2 separate regions of the Danio rerio genome follow, and region 2 is linked to region 1. A link is a contact called in public HiChIP or PLAC-seq data. All regions are on one chromosome and are shown on one strand. The core of a region is the stretch at or near the end of the contact, and the rest is flanking DNA. Distances in the headings are between cores, read along the strand shown. Region 1 holds the start of pax6b (paired box 6b). Region 2 holds the start of immp1l (inner mitochondrial membrane peptidase subunit 1).

Evidence for each region. HiChIP or PLAC-seq counts read pairs in DNA pulled down with a chosen protein or histone mark.
Region 2: a contact with region 1 is called in an H3K4me3 HiChIP or PLAC-seq map of embryo, with 3 times the contacts expected there. The contact joins the promoter of immp1l here to the promoter of pax6b in region 1. A contact is called at or near these places in 1 of 18 Hi-C or Micro-C datasets (an unstated tissue) and 1 of 4 datasets of contacts at active chromatin or transcription factors (embryo).

Annotation. Positions count from the first base shown.
Region 1 is chr7:15,866,790-15,869,659 of GRCz12tu, forward strand. It overlaps pax6b (paired box 6b), which reads left to right and starts at 1,591. Exons shown (of 12, transcript NM_131641.1): 1 at 1,591-1,712. The region is part of intron 1 of LOC141375323 (a long non-coding RNA gene); the gene reads right to left.
Region 2 is chr7:16,030,075-16,032,923 of GRCz12tu, forward strand. It overlaps immp1l (inner mitochondrial membrane peptidase subunit 1), which reads left to right and starts at 1,253. Exons shown (of 6, transcript NM_001386391.1): 1 at 1,253-1,339. It overlaps elp4 (elongator acetyltransferase complex subunit 4), which reads right to left and starts at 1,177. Exons shown (of 10, transcript NM_001017638.1): 1 at 980-1,177. The coding sequence starts at 1,148.

The DNA of each region.
Region 1 (2,870 bases), core at 341-2,840:
TCTCAAGATTTATAACTATTTACTTTCATTAGGAAAGCATTTCTGATTCAGTCATGATGTTCAAAACATCATTTAGCTTTTTCAATTAAGTTTAAATGACGCTTAAACTTAATGGCTGAGTTTGTCTATATTTGTCAATATCCAAACGCTAAAGTTACTGCTAAAAATAATAACCACAAGCATCGCACATTAAACTCGAATTTTTAACACCACCTGCACTTATTGTTACACATAAGTATGTGTGTGTGTGAGGGGGAGAGAGACAGATAGAGAGGGGGAGAGAGGGAGAGAGAGAGAGAGAGAGAGAGGATGCTGAGAGGCCGGCTGAACAGATTTCCCTTCACGCCTGGTCGGGTTCTTGAGAGCGGGGCGTCGTGGATCAGGGAACGGAGGCACCTGGTCCGAGCGCCGCGCAGCGTCTTCTTTTATTGACCGCATGATAAGCCGTGCGGTTTCCAGCGATCACCTGGAGAACCCTGCAGCGTTGCACGGTTTCTGTAGCTCTTAATTGTGGTTACGTCAAACAAAGGGCTGAATGATGCTTGTGCGTCCCATACCTGCTCTATATGTCCTAAAGAACCAACACAACCCATTCATTTCCTGAGAGACACACTGCAGAGCTGTTGCGCATTTACGCACCGTGGACACTGATACGTCATTTGAAGTAAAAATTATGTAGCTTCACCTTTACTCCACATCCTGTGAGCTCCAGTTTCTCTTTTTTTTTGTTTAGGTTTCATAAATATACATTAATGCGCATCAGATTTATGAAGAGCACATTAAAAACTCGCACAGTCAGCTATGGTGGAAACAAACAGTATCGCTAAACGCGCTGTTGTACCGGTTAACCATTTGATTTTCCACCTGAATGAGGAGGGTAAATAAGATCTCCGTGACGCCTTGGCTAATATTTGCTTAACAGACGGTTAGCAACCTGGAATCAAAAAGATAGGCTAAAGAATATAGCATCTGACATCTTGACGTTTCAAATAAGAAAATTGCATTATAAAAAAATAACATGCAAGGTGTTGGAAATGCCTTTAAAAATAGGCTTTCTGAAATTCCTTAAATATATAAGCTAGCCTAGCAAAGAAAACTATTTTCAATTTTCCTTGTGCTCATAAGTGAACACACACAACGAAATGGGAAAAACAGAAGTCTAATTAACTTATTCCCTAATTGGATGTATTCAGATTTGCCTTTGTTTTTTAATAGAGGCATTTGAAATACTTAATAATCCGGCTTATTTTATAATTATTAATGACAATATTATATTGTTCCATTATTACTTTTTTATCACAGCAGTACATTTCTGTCATTAGATATCAAAGAAAATATTTAAAATACACAGAAGCAGAACACTTCCAAATTCGTCTTAGAAATATAGGGCAAAAGTCTTGACAGGTCTTGAAAATCAATGTTAATGTGAGCGCACGGAGTTCCCCTGATGTGTTGCATGCTTGGCTGTATGAGAACTATTTTCCAGCGTGACGTGGCACGTCATTTGACCAATCGGTGGAGGGCTGAGGCTGATATTAAGAGAAAGTTTACAGTCAGTGAGGGTTACACCGTTTTTTTTTCATTCTCGCTGACATTTCCACACCGTACGGGATTCAAACGTGACACAATCTGGACTCATGAGATCGTTTTAATTAATTCCAGCGCAAGGGCTTGAAACAGCAGGATATTGATCAGAAGTCGGAAATATTCCGGTAAGTTAATATCAAATTTAGGCTACTGCATTTTATCCCGTTCGGTTTTTATTCAATAGAAAAATGTATTTAAATAACTACACATTTCAAACAGCCGTGACTATTTACTTCTTATATTCATTCATGTTTTATCAGGAAAGATTTCACAAAACTGGAACTGTAGCCTACATCACAAACCAATTATATGTGCTGTACATTATCTAAATATTTTAAAAATATTTAGATAGAGCATTGATTTCTAATTAAGACTATGTTTTTTTATGTTGATCCAATCAATCAAATGTAATATTTGTATTATACGTAAGCCACAACTTTAAAAAGTATATATTTATTTATTATTCGTATGACAATTTATAAACAATTGGACAAAGTGAATTTGGAAGGATTTGTTTGAGCACATTTTTATAATATGAGATAATTTATTTAATTTCATTACAGTAGATATAGCCAACATCATCGCAGAATTATTTTGATCAGATTAAAATGCATTTAGCCTTAAAAGCATTTAGTAGCAATTCACAAATTAAAAACAAATTATATTACAATTTCGTAAGTGAAAGAACAAATATGCCAAAATTATTTAGCAATTGTGATACAGCAGCTAATTAAGTTACTAAACATATTTAACAACAACAACAACAACAACAACAACATGTTATGGAAGGCGCTTTACTGTTATAATTGCATGTTGAACTGCTAAACAATTTTTGTACTCATTGCGCAACGTATAAATTAAACAGAAATAAATAACATAGAATATATAGGATATAGCATATATATATATAGATATATATATATATATATATATATATATATATATATATATATATATATATATATATATATATATATATATGTGTGTGTGTGTGTGTGTGTGTGTGTGTGTGTGCGTGTGTGTGTGTGTAAAACATTTGCTGGATAAGTTGGCGGTTCATTCCACTGTGGCGACCCCTGATTAATAAAGGGACTAAGCCAAAGGAAAATAAATGAATGAAATAACATATATAAAAAGATTTTATTAGTAAACTGTCGGCAAAACTGTGGCCATATCGAGCAATAAAGCAATATTTTAGCGCGTTATTGGTTTATTTATCGATTCATTCTTTTGTTCATATTCTTAATGTGACGTCAGGCCCATTCCCTCCCCTCGTTCTCCTT
Region 2 (2,849 bases), core at 3-2,502, 160 kb after region 1:
TAAATGACAAGGGTGTCGGTGGAAAGTGTAATACTAGGGAATGTTCTCAATTTATGAAAATATGAAGGCATAAAGTGAAATATATGACGTAATGGTTGAGAGAAAGTTGGTTTTATGTTCACACGTGTTCATTTTTAACAGTGACAACTCGTGACACGGTATTAATATTGTTTACCACACTACTTTGAATATTGGCTCTGAAAATCGAAAGTATGACTTCAAAATAACTTAATTGACTGTGAACAATGTTATACTTGAATAGTCATTGACTGTTTATATATTTCCCTAATCATAATTCTCAAATAATACTTTTCTGAAATTATATTAAGGATAAAGTCAGAATGTGTGAATATAAAACCAACTTTACCTCAATTAATTACTAAACACAACCATTACTTATCCATCACCAAGCAAGGTAATCATTATCAGATGAACATCACAAGGAATATAAAACACAAACATATTTCATTTAGTACAACTTAGCGTCATATAAATGCAAAGATTACATCTTGAGGAACCAAAAACGTTCTTTGTGAACTAATAAGTATATTTCTCAGTGACGTTAATAGCCTATGCTTTCATAAATGACAAGTATGAGAGTTGGAAGTTTAGTACTAGGGAATGTTCTCGAAAAAAAAAAAAAACATTTAGGCATAGAGTGGCATTTGAAAAATATGAACGTAACGATTGAGGTAAAGTTGGTTTTAAATTCGCATATTTATTATTTTTTTAACAGTGACAACTTATGAGACGGTGTTACATTGTTTACCAAACTGGGTCTGAAAAAGCAAGCAAGTATGATATTAACACAATTGACTGCTAATGTTAATATAATTAACCTGTTTAAAACTAGCAAAGAACACTTTTCTGAAATTATATTAAGGATAAAGTCTTAGTGTGCGAACATAAACCCAACTTTACCTCAATAACACAATGCATTAAAACTTGACTGAGCTTCAACCCATCGAATAATACTAACCAATCACATAGTCAAGCGAGCTGACGCCAGACGACACTAAAAGCTGTCCATTCTGCACCGATGGTCTGGTACCAGGAATAAAAACTAGCTTGCTGCGGGTTTTCTTCTGAAAACTAGTTGTGTTTCCTATGCTGCTGGATACAGCCATGCCTCTAACGGGAGCCGCCATGTTTTTCTGGTGTTGACAGCAGCGTCGATGACACTACAGCCAATCAGCGGCCGAACTGTTGTAATCTCAGCCAATCAGAAAGAGACTTGTTTAGCAACGATGATGCAACTGAGTTCAAGGTTGACAGCGGCTGCGTAGTAAACACATGATCGAGGAATACAAACACCACGCTTGTAATGAACATTATTCAGGTAAGATTACTGTACAAATCATAATATTCAATTTATTAGAATTTAATAACACGTGACATTCAAAGAGTATATTTATCCTGCTGTCGAATTTGAAACCGACAGCTTTCTGAACTAGAACATGGTAGAAATTGGTTATTCCTTCAACCCCAACGACACTAAACTAAAGATTTTGTCATTGTAAAACTGTCATGAATAATAGTATTAAATGTATTGATTATAGAAATGAATACGACTATAAAGAAATAGTGAAAGAGAAATTAATAGACAGATATAGATCATACATATGTCATGTTAAAGTGTTTTAAAGTGTCAGAGGAAAAAGTAAACATTTTAGCTGTTTTAATACATTATACATTATGTACATTACTGTTTGTTACATTAAAAATGTGTTAAATTGTCAATTTTTATGTTTTTGTTATGCTAAATCCTTTTGCAGATTGTTTATTTATATTTATTTTTTATTTGTATTTTGTTTTCACTACAGATATTTGAAAACAATAGTGTACACATTTATATCTAATATGCTTATATGTAAAATATATATGGAAGGAGAGAGTAAGCACTATGGGATTGGGGTACAGTTCATTTTATATTCTGCACATTCTGGCTTTTCTTTAATAATATAATTTCCGAAAAACATTTCAAATTCTAAATATGAAAATCATATTAGCTATCACTATCAAAGTACAATGTTGTTTACAGTAATTAAATAGTGATAATGTTGTTTTGAAGTTATACTTGCATGAGATTTCAGACTGAATATTCAAAACAGCAAGGGTTAAACAATATTGAGAGCGTCACTGTTCAAAAATTGTAAAAAAAAAACACATGTGTGAATATAAAACCAACTTTACCTCAATCACTATGGAAAAAATTAAGAAAATTACCAGATTTTATTTATTGCTGTTTTAATTACCCTTAAAATAAACAACAATGTATTTAATTTGAGAATTCTTATGAAATATTTGACATTTAGTTTTATTTCGTATTAAGAATTGTTATCAGACCATTACAGGATATGTATTTGGGTGTGTACTGTATGTGTGTATATAAATCCATTAAAGCATTAAAGAATTTATAATCATTAGCATTTTATTGAATTTTTTTAGTAGTATTTATTTATTTAATATTTTATTTTACTATTTACTAAAGAAAATTTTTGAATCAACTAATTAAAACAATCTTCTGATAAACTGTGGTTATTTGTTATGATGATATATTTTTTATGATATTTTTTATCTCACATACTGTTATGGAAAAGAAATCACAATCACAAATACCTCATGTCTATATATTTATAAAAATTTTAATGATCTATGATCACCAAACAGAAACAGTTTCTTTCCTCAGGAAATCCATCCCATGAACACTTTATGATAGTAATTGTGAAACAAATATCACTACTTTTTATACACATATACACTTATTTATTTAACAACACACTTGACATGCCAATTTGCAAATCACAGCTGCATTGCACATAACATATAACATTGTATATTGTAATATA